Linked DNA regions of Sus scrofa: region 2 is linked to region 1. The links are chromatin contacts, called in public HiChIP or PLAC-seq maps. All regions are on one chromosome and are shown on one strand. The core of a region is the stretch at or near the end of the contact, and the rest is flanking DNA. Distances in the headings are between cores, read along the strand shown. Region 1 has its middle 190 kb from the start of SNX19. Region 2 has its middle 53 kb from the start of SNX19.

Evidence for each region. HiChIP or PLAC-seq counts read pairs in DNA pulled down with a chosen protein or histone mark.
Region 2: an H3K27ac HiChIP or PLAC-seq map of skeletal muscle shows a contact between it and region 1, with 3 times the contacts expected there. The contact joins two enhancer-like sites. A contact is called at or near these places in 1 of 47 Hi-C or Micro-C datasets (embryonic fibroblasts) and 1 of 2 datasets of contacts at active chromatin or transcription factors (skeletal muscle).

The regions. Positions count from the first base shown.
Region 1 is chr9:57,362,221-57,366,128 of Sscrofa11.1, reverse strand. No RefSeq gene overlaps it. Among named protein-coding and RNA genes, the nearest start is that of SNX19, 190 kb to the left of the region's middle. Within about 2 kb of position 1,943, at least 38 of the 83 cell types and tissues checked have an H3K27ac peak or open chromatin away from gene starts, as enhancers often do. A contact at or near this core is called in skeletal muscle, where this site is marked.
Region 2 is chr9:57,503,563-57,507,589 of Sscrofa11.1, reverse strand. No RefSeq gene overlaps it. Among named protein-coding and RNA genes, the nearest start is that of SNX19, 53 kb to the left of the region's middle. Within about 2 kb of position 2,184, at least 1 of the 83 cell types and tissues checked has an H3K27ac peak or open chromatin away from gene starts, as enhancers often do. A contact at or near this core is called in skeletal muscle, where this site is marked.

The DNA.
Region 1 (3,908 bases), core at 694-3,193:
TTTAAACTCATTCATTCCCAGGAGCAGCACCCTGAAACTGACAACTGGTGTTTGAATTGCTTAGTGTTCGTGGGAAGACAAGACCAGAAAAGATAGGCTTGCAGAAGAAAAGCTACCACCCTGCCAGTGGACAATGGCAGGAAGGTTGTGTTAAGAATGTTCTTCCGGGAGTTCCCGTCATGGCGCAGTGGTTAACAAATGTGACTAGGAACTCTGAGGTTTCCGGTTCAATCCCTGGCCTCACTCAGTGGGTTAAGGATCCAGCGTTGCCGTGAGCTGTGGTGTAGGTCACAGACTCAGCTTGGATCTGGCATTGCTGTGGCTCTGGTGTAGGCTGGCGGCTACAGCTCCGATTTGACCCCTAGCCTGGGAACCTCCATATGTCACGGGTGCGGCCCTAGAAAAGACAAAAAAAAAAAGAATGTTCTTCCAAGAGTTCCTGTTGCGGCTCAGTGATAAGTAACCCGACTCGTATCCATGTGGACTCGGGTTCAATCCCTGGCCCTGCTCAGTGGGTTAAGGATCCAGCGTTGCCATGAGCTGTGATGTAGGTTACAGATATAGTTGGGATCCTGCTTTGTTGTGGCTGTGACATAGACTGGCAGCTGCAGCTCCAATTTGACCCCTAGCCTGGGAACTTTCATATGCAGCAGATGTGGCCCTAAAAAGACAAAAAAAAAAAAAAAGAAAAAAGTTCTTCCAGGAGTTCCCTCATGCCTCAGTGGGTTCTATCCCCAGCCTGGGAACTTCTACATGCCTCAAATGTAGCTAAAAAAAAAGAATGTTCTTCCATTCTCCACAGTGCAAAAATCCCTTCCTGGCTCCATGGAATGATCATTCTAGCCTTTGCTCCTCCAAGGGCAGCCAATGGGCCAGCAGCATTGCCATCACCTTGGAGCTGGTTAGGAAGGCAGAACCTCAGTGCACCCACATTGACTGAATGGGCCTCTTAACAGGATGACCAGCTGCTTCTGCTGCACCGTGAAGTTTGAGAAGTCTGTGCCTTTCCCCTCCCTGACTTGTTTTCCAGGCTGGTGTGGCCCTAAGGTTCCTACCACACCCCCCATCAGACCACCAGCTCCCTAAAGACAGAGGCTTTCTCTTCCATTCCTATCTTGCCTCTTTCTAGGCATGGCTGTGGTCGTTTGAGTCCCATCAACCCAGCTCCAAAAAAGGGGGAGGAGGGACCCAAGAATACAACAGAAGAAGGGACCCTTCTCTAAAGCCAAAACCACGCTCAGCCTCCCAGATGGGTGGCAGGTCCTTGAGAATTACTCTGGTGCTGTAGGGATCTAAGTGACACAGGTGTGTATATTCTATAGGCAGGCATGTATTTTCTATAGGCAGAAAGAGACAGAGTAGACTCATTAAATGTTGAAACTGTCCACTAGCCCATAAGGGGACGTTGAACTTCCCAGTGGGATAAGGGCCTCTGTGCTCCTTCCCATGAAGCTGTTCTTGGAAGAAACCCTCACGAAATGCTGTGGGCTTGGACAGGGACCTGGAACTAGGCTGCTGCAGCTGGAATAGCATGCAGCCCGGACCTCTAATCTCCTGTGCTTATTGCTCACTGCAGACCCCCTTTGCTCCGAGGCCCTGGAGTCCTTTCCAGAAAATGGGAGCAAACGTCTGTCCTGACTCTTCTGCTCTTGCTGCCAAATTTCTGCCTGTCCCCAGGCGCTGGGATACCCTGGAAGGAGAGATGTCCTGGGGGTGCGGAGGCCAGCAGGCCAGCCAGCAGCTCACGGGCCTGCTCACGCCCACTGGCATGCCTTTCTCTATCAGCTCCAGATGCAAGGCTTCCCCAGAGACCATGCCTTGCAGGAAAATTCTCACTGTCCCCAAGGCAACCCAAATTCTTTAAGTGCGTATGTCACCTCCAGCCCTTCCACAGCCCTCACCTGCCTCAGAGACCATAATCACTCAAGGAAAAATAAAGTAAAAGTTCCCAACACCCTCCTCCTCCTCCCCTCGGGCCGGCCTGGTGCACACGTGCAGCTGGAGAGCCGCTCCAGGCTCAAAAGCACGAGGCTTTCCATTCCAGTTCAACTGTGATGTTGTCATGGAAACACCCAGTGAGGTGTTTCTCTGGCCAGCCAGCCCAGGCTGGGGACCTGAGGCCCATGTCGCAGATGTCTCCTCGCTGGCATCCAGAGCCCTCTGCCACCCTCACCAGCCAGGGCCCCCAGGCACTGGCAGGGCTGTTCACACTCGCGTCTGCGTGGGCTTCAGTGCACACGTTTGTTTTGTTTTCTCTTCAGTCCAGTCCCTCCTGACACACAAAAAGCACATTCTTGGGAAAAAAAAAAAAAAAAAGAAAGAAAAGAAAAAGAAAAATGTATTTTTTTTCCCTGCATTCCAGCTGCCTGAGCTAAGCAGAGGAATGAATGGTTTGGGAAAAATCTCACACAGGAATAAATTTACAAGGGACAGCTGAGCGGATAAATTCAGTCCCCAAAGAGGGGCATTACGAGGCCTTTTGGCAGGAGACTTGCCCCTTGTGCAAAGCTGTCTAAAAAGAAAAACAGAGCAAGAGAGGGGAGCTTTCAAACCCACCCCAAAATAAACCTTTCAGAAATCCTTTTAACTCCCTCTAGCTGTTAGCACTGGAAGAAAGCAGGGAGGCCTGTCCACCAAGCCCTAGCAATTCTTTCTGAGTGGACCTCTCAGGGGTCCCGGGCTTGTCTGGGATGCTCTTCTTGCTCCTTCATGCTTAGGTGGTGCTTCAAGGTTAACCAAATTTTCTGGCTTGACCCATTGTCCACACACTTGACAATAACGATGGCTCCTTAGGGGCCCCCTCAGCCGAAGAGTGGCCCGAACACAAGAAGGGCTGATGTACTGGATGGCTGGGAGGGGGACCTAGACCCTGGGGTGAGGGAGGCCCTGCAGGAAGGAGACTGGGGTGGGGGAGGGTGCTACCCAGGCTGGAAGATGCTGCATCTGACCATGCAATGTTTGTTCCTTTGAGACCCCGCAGTTTTTCCTACGAAGACTGAGAGTAAGATTATGCCAGAATCATTTTTGGATATTTTCCCCCCAAAGGGTGTCAAACAGTGACCTCCCCTCTGCTTCCTTACCATTTCCTTGACTCACCAGTTGGTGGCTGGTTCCAAGAATTAGGAAAGTCCCTTCAATTGCCCTCAGGTCTGAAAGCCCAGAGAACCCAAATCCTCTCCCCCCACTTTTTTTTTTTTTTTTTGGAAACCAAATCCTAGAACTCTTACAGCTGGCAATGACCTTCTTGTTCCTCCTTGCTGCTTTTCCCAGGCTCTTTTGCCCCTAGGAGAGCCTGAGATTCTAACCCCAGCCAGCCGGGCTCCTCTGGGAAAGGCGAGCTTTGACCGTCACCAAACATGTCCACATTGCATGCCTGGAACTAGTGCTGAACCCAAGTTAACTGCTCCTTCTCCACGCATATTCCTACTTCCGAAGTCATTGTCGGTCACCGAGCGTTAAGCACTTATGGTCCTGTCCTGCTCTGTACACTTGGAGATGAAAAAATACATATATACCCCCATGGTTGTTCTCTGCCCCCTGTGAGCTCAAAATTCTGTTGATGAGGCACTAATTATCAGTAACTGAGTACTTGCTGTGCTCCAGGCCCTCAGCTTTTCATTAAGTATTTCACTGCGATAAGTACTTTCTTTGCATTGAATATAATAGTTAAATACTCAGTGGACTCTGACTGAAGGCAAATCCTGGGTCCACCGCTTATCAACTCTGCACCCTCGGGCATTAATCCCAGAGCCTCATTTTCCTCATTTGTAAAAGAAATAATAACATCTACTTCATAAGAATGTTGTGAGGGTTTCATAAAACAGTGTTTGAAAGCTCTTAACTCAAGTGACAAGCATAGTGCTCAAAAGGCCCTCGATCAGAGCGTGATCACATGGCAGCAGCGAGGC
Region 2 (4,027 bases), core at 935-3,434, 140 kb before region 1:
TGGGGCCTCAATTTGAGGAAAGAAGGAATGACTGAAAGTGAGGGAGGAAAGGAAGTAGCTTTGAGATCCTCTGAGAGGGATCTCTTGACTTTCTCTGGGCTCCTAGAATAAAAAGCCCCTCTCCTCCCTTCCCTGGTTAAGCCTGCTGAAACCGCATTGGTTAAGGATGCCATGCAGCTTTGAGGAATAAGCCACGCCCCCAGGTTTCCATGGCATCCCAGGACCTCCTCAAACCCAGTGAGCCTTCAGCGTTGATAATCAGGGCCCACACTTGGGTTTTTCATTCCCTACAGTCTTTTCCATCAGCTCTCCCACTTAATCTTTTCATCATTCCTCTGAGGAATGTAATACTTTACCCATGTATAGGAGCTTATAAACTCCAAGTATTTCATATCCAATATTTTATTTAGATCCTTATAATCACTTTTAAAGGTAATTTGGGAAGTTATTAGTGTCCTCATTTTACTGAAAAAGAAACAAATATGGAGAGTCTGTCTTCTGCTTGTGATCCCTCGCCTCGTTTGTTTCAAGAGGCAACAGCACAGGGATTAAGAGTTACCGTTCTGGCTCACCGGTAACAAACCTGACTAGTATCCGTGAGGACGCGGGTTCCATCCCTGGCCTCACTCAGTGGGTTAAGGATCCAGTGCTGCCGTGAGCTGTGATGTAGGTCACAGATGCAGTTCAGATCCCGTGTTGCTGTGGCTACCGCTCCAATGTGACCCAGCCTGAGAACTTCCACAGGCTGTGGGTACGGCCATAAAGAGACAGAAAAAGAGAAGGAAGGAAGGAAGGAGGGAACGAGGAAGGTCGGACAACAGACAACCAGGTGTGAATCCCAACTTCACCACTGATTAGCTCCGTGTCCTTCCATAAGTGACTTAAAATCTCTGTGCATGAGTTCTCATTCATTAAGTGGGAATAATAATGGTACTGTCCTCAGAATGGGGGAGGGGCTGAGTTACTATATTTAGGACCCTTTGAATAAGCTGCAGCACACAGTTCCTAATAAATGTTTGTCATTGTCACTGGGGAGCCCAAGACCAGGCCTTCCACCCTCCAGCTCAGGGACGTTTCTGCTGCCCCCCGCGGCATCCTCCTCCACATGCAGACTGGACATACGGCGGCCATCCATGTTTCAGTGAAAACTCATCCCAGAGTGCACATCCCCTGGAACTCCAGTTGGTCCTTTCGCCATTAATTCAAGCTGCTTTTCATTGCTCTAAAGCTTTAAAAATGTATAAACCACACACTTTGACCCAGCATCACTGCCAGCCTAAGGGCAGGTGCTCCCACCCTCCTCGGAAAAAGCCCTTCTACTTCAATCTTCAGCCATAAGAAGCCTTAGGTGCCTCGTTGATATGGGGATGCTCGTCACCACCTCCAGGCCTTGCCTTAGGTGGACTGTCCACTGGAACAGTCTCTCTTTTCCTTCCTCATGTCATTGTCATCCGTGCCAGACCAGTCGGTCCTGGACCATTTGTTTCTAGCCCTCTGAGTACTTGTCTTGTCTTTTGCACTTTTCTTACCTACTTTTTGCAAGTCCAGCCTGTGGTGTGTGGGGGCTTGCACTCTCCATGGCACACGGCAAAATGCTCAGGACCCAGTGGGTCCCTAAATAGTGCTCAATCAGAACTGACCAACAGTTTGGGGAACTGCCTCTCTGAGCAGCTGACAGTCACCCCTACCCCTTAGTTGCACGTTCAAGTGTCAGGGGACGTACCCAGATGGCATTCAACAGCACAGTGCCTAAAAAGGGGGGGACCTTTAGGAGCTGTCCCTGGGGAGGGGGGCGGAAGGGAAGAGACCTCTCCCCGTGCTCAGAGCAAGTCGCGCCACGGAGCCCCACAACCCGCCTGCACGCATTGGGGCTCGGGAAACACAGGCCCATCAGCAGCTTGAGGAGCACCCGAACCAGGCGGGACCTTGTTCTTTGGTTAAAAACAAGTGAAGGTCATCTGCCCCCGGGCCACTTGGCACCGTGGTACCGTGACAGAAGGGGTTCCACTTAAAGGGCAGCGCAAATCCAGGGCATTAAAATAACCCGAATGGTGTCGTTTTCTGATCAAATGCCTTTCCCTCTCGGGTTTGTGATTTTTGAGCCTGAGAATGTCTCCCCACAGCTCAGGTTTCCCCACTGCCACCCTGGTCTCAGGCCTGGAATGTGCGTACTGGCCATCGAGGTCTGATGTGACTATGTCACTGTCCTGAAATGGAGAGACATTATCTCATGGCCGGTGGCAGCGGACAGGCACCAGCGTGCTGCTGGCAGGCACGGCTCGAACGCGGGACGGTCCCAGGAGTGTCCCCTATCCCAGCTCTCAGTGACAGATGGCCTGAGGGCCCAGGCTCTGAGCTGCGCCTGGTACCCTGGGGTCCTGCAAATTTTCCCACCTGGGAGAAGCCCAGGGAAGCCTAGACCAAGACGGGAACCGGCTCACTCTTGGACCATCATGTTGGTTTGCAGAAAGGCCACCCCTGGTCAGGACGCCCTTGCGTATCTGGAAGGCTTGGTCAGCATGCAGAGCGCAGCCGTGCACAGGACAAGAGACCTGCACCCAAGGCCAGGCTGACCTCCGTCCTTCCTTAGCTGGGCCCCTGGGCAAGGGCTTCACCCACAGGGCACATGGGCCTGGTGGCCTGTGAGGCCACCATCCCTTCCAGCTCTTGGAGAGGACGAGGCCTCAGGGAACCACCAACCTCCCATGTGCCAGACATGCAGGAGGGCCTGGTCCCTTGGTCAGGATGCTCTTCTGGGCTGAAGAGCAGCCCCTTCTCATGCAGCCTGGGGAGGAGGGCCGGGCGGGCCCTTTCCTCCTGCATCTGCCTGATGCTCACGCACTTCCTGGGCTCTACTATGAGACACTGCTGTGGCTGCTGGGCCAGTTCCCAAATAGGTCTTGCCCACTCAAGCTTCTCCACTGAAAGTGCCTCTTTGCGGCTCTCCCTTTCTTTACAGTCCAGAAGCTGTTCCTCTACTGGGCGAGGTGTCAGAGCAACCACCTCCAGGCCCTGGAGCACCACGAAGCTGCACGGCAGCACAGATCCCACACACAGCTCCCACCACTGGCCTTTATGGCCACACGTTAGCAGGAGCGCGCCTTCTAGGCCCTTCCATGCAGAGACTGTATTTTGTCTCTCAGTGCCCCCACTGCCTGGCAACATGCTCACAGCACTGATGTCCCATCACACTTGGCATCAAACCCTGAGAGGGGATCCAGCGACACAGCCGCATTTCCTGACCCGCGGCCTCCTGACCTTCCTCCCAGACCCAGCTCGCTGGGATCAGACCCTGCCTGGCATGTCTGCTCTGGATGTCCAGGGCTCACCCCCTCGTCCACGGTCTCCCACCAAATGCCACCTTCACAGAGAGGACTTTCCCAACCACGCTTTCTAAAACAGCTTTCCTCATTCCCCAGCCCTCAAGCTGTTTCATTTCTCTTCATGGTACTTAACGCTGGTGGACTGTTGTTACATTTTATCACACTATAGTGTATTACAGATACTGCACATTTTCAGATTTTGGTCATGTGTGACTGACCCCATAAGATGGCCAGCTCCAGAGGGGCCAGGACTGGCTGTATTCCCAGCTTGTCCCCGCAGCAGTGTCGGCAATGCCGGAGGCACGCACTGTTTACTGAATTAATGTGGAGGAAAATGCACGCCAAGGTGAACTCTTCCTTGCAAAGGCAAGACCGTGATGGCTGATCATGTGACAGGCAGGAGATGATATAGGACTTTCTTTTAAAGAACCAATGAGAAGTTCCCTTCGTGGCTCAGTGGTTATTGAACCCGCCTAAGTTCCATGAGGTTGCGGGTTCAATCCCTGGCCTCTCTCAGTGGGTTAAGGATCCGGCGTTGCCGTGAGCTGTGGTGTAGGCTGGCAGCTGCAGCTCTGATTTGACCCTTAACCTGGGAACTTGCATATGCCACGGGGGTGGCCCTAAAAAGCAAAAAAATAAAAATGAAAGAACCAATGAGCATCAGAACTGCAAATGTCCTTGAAAGTTGGTCAACTCCCAGTTGT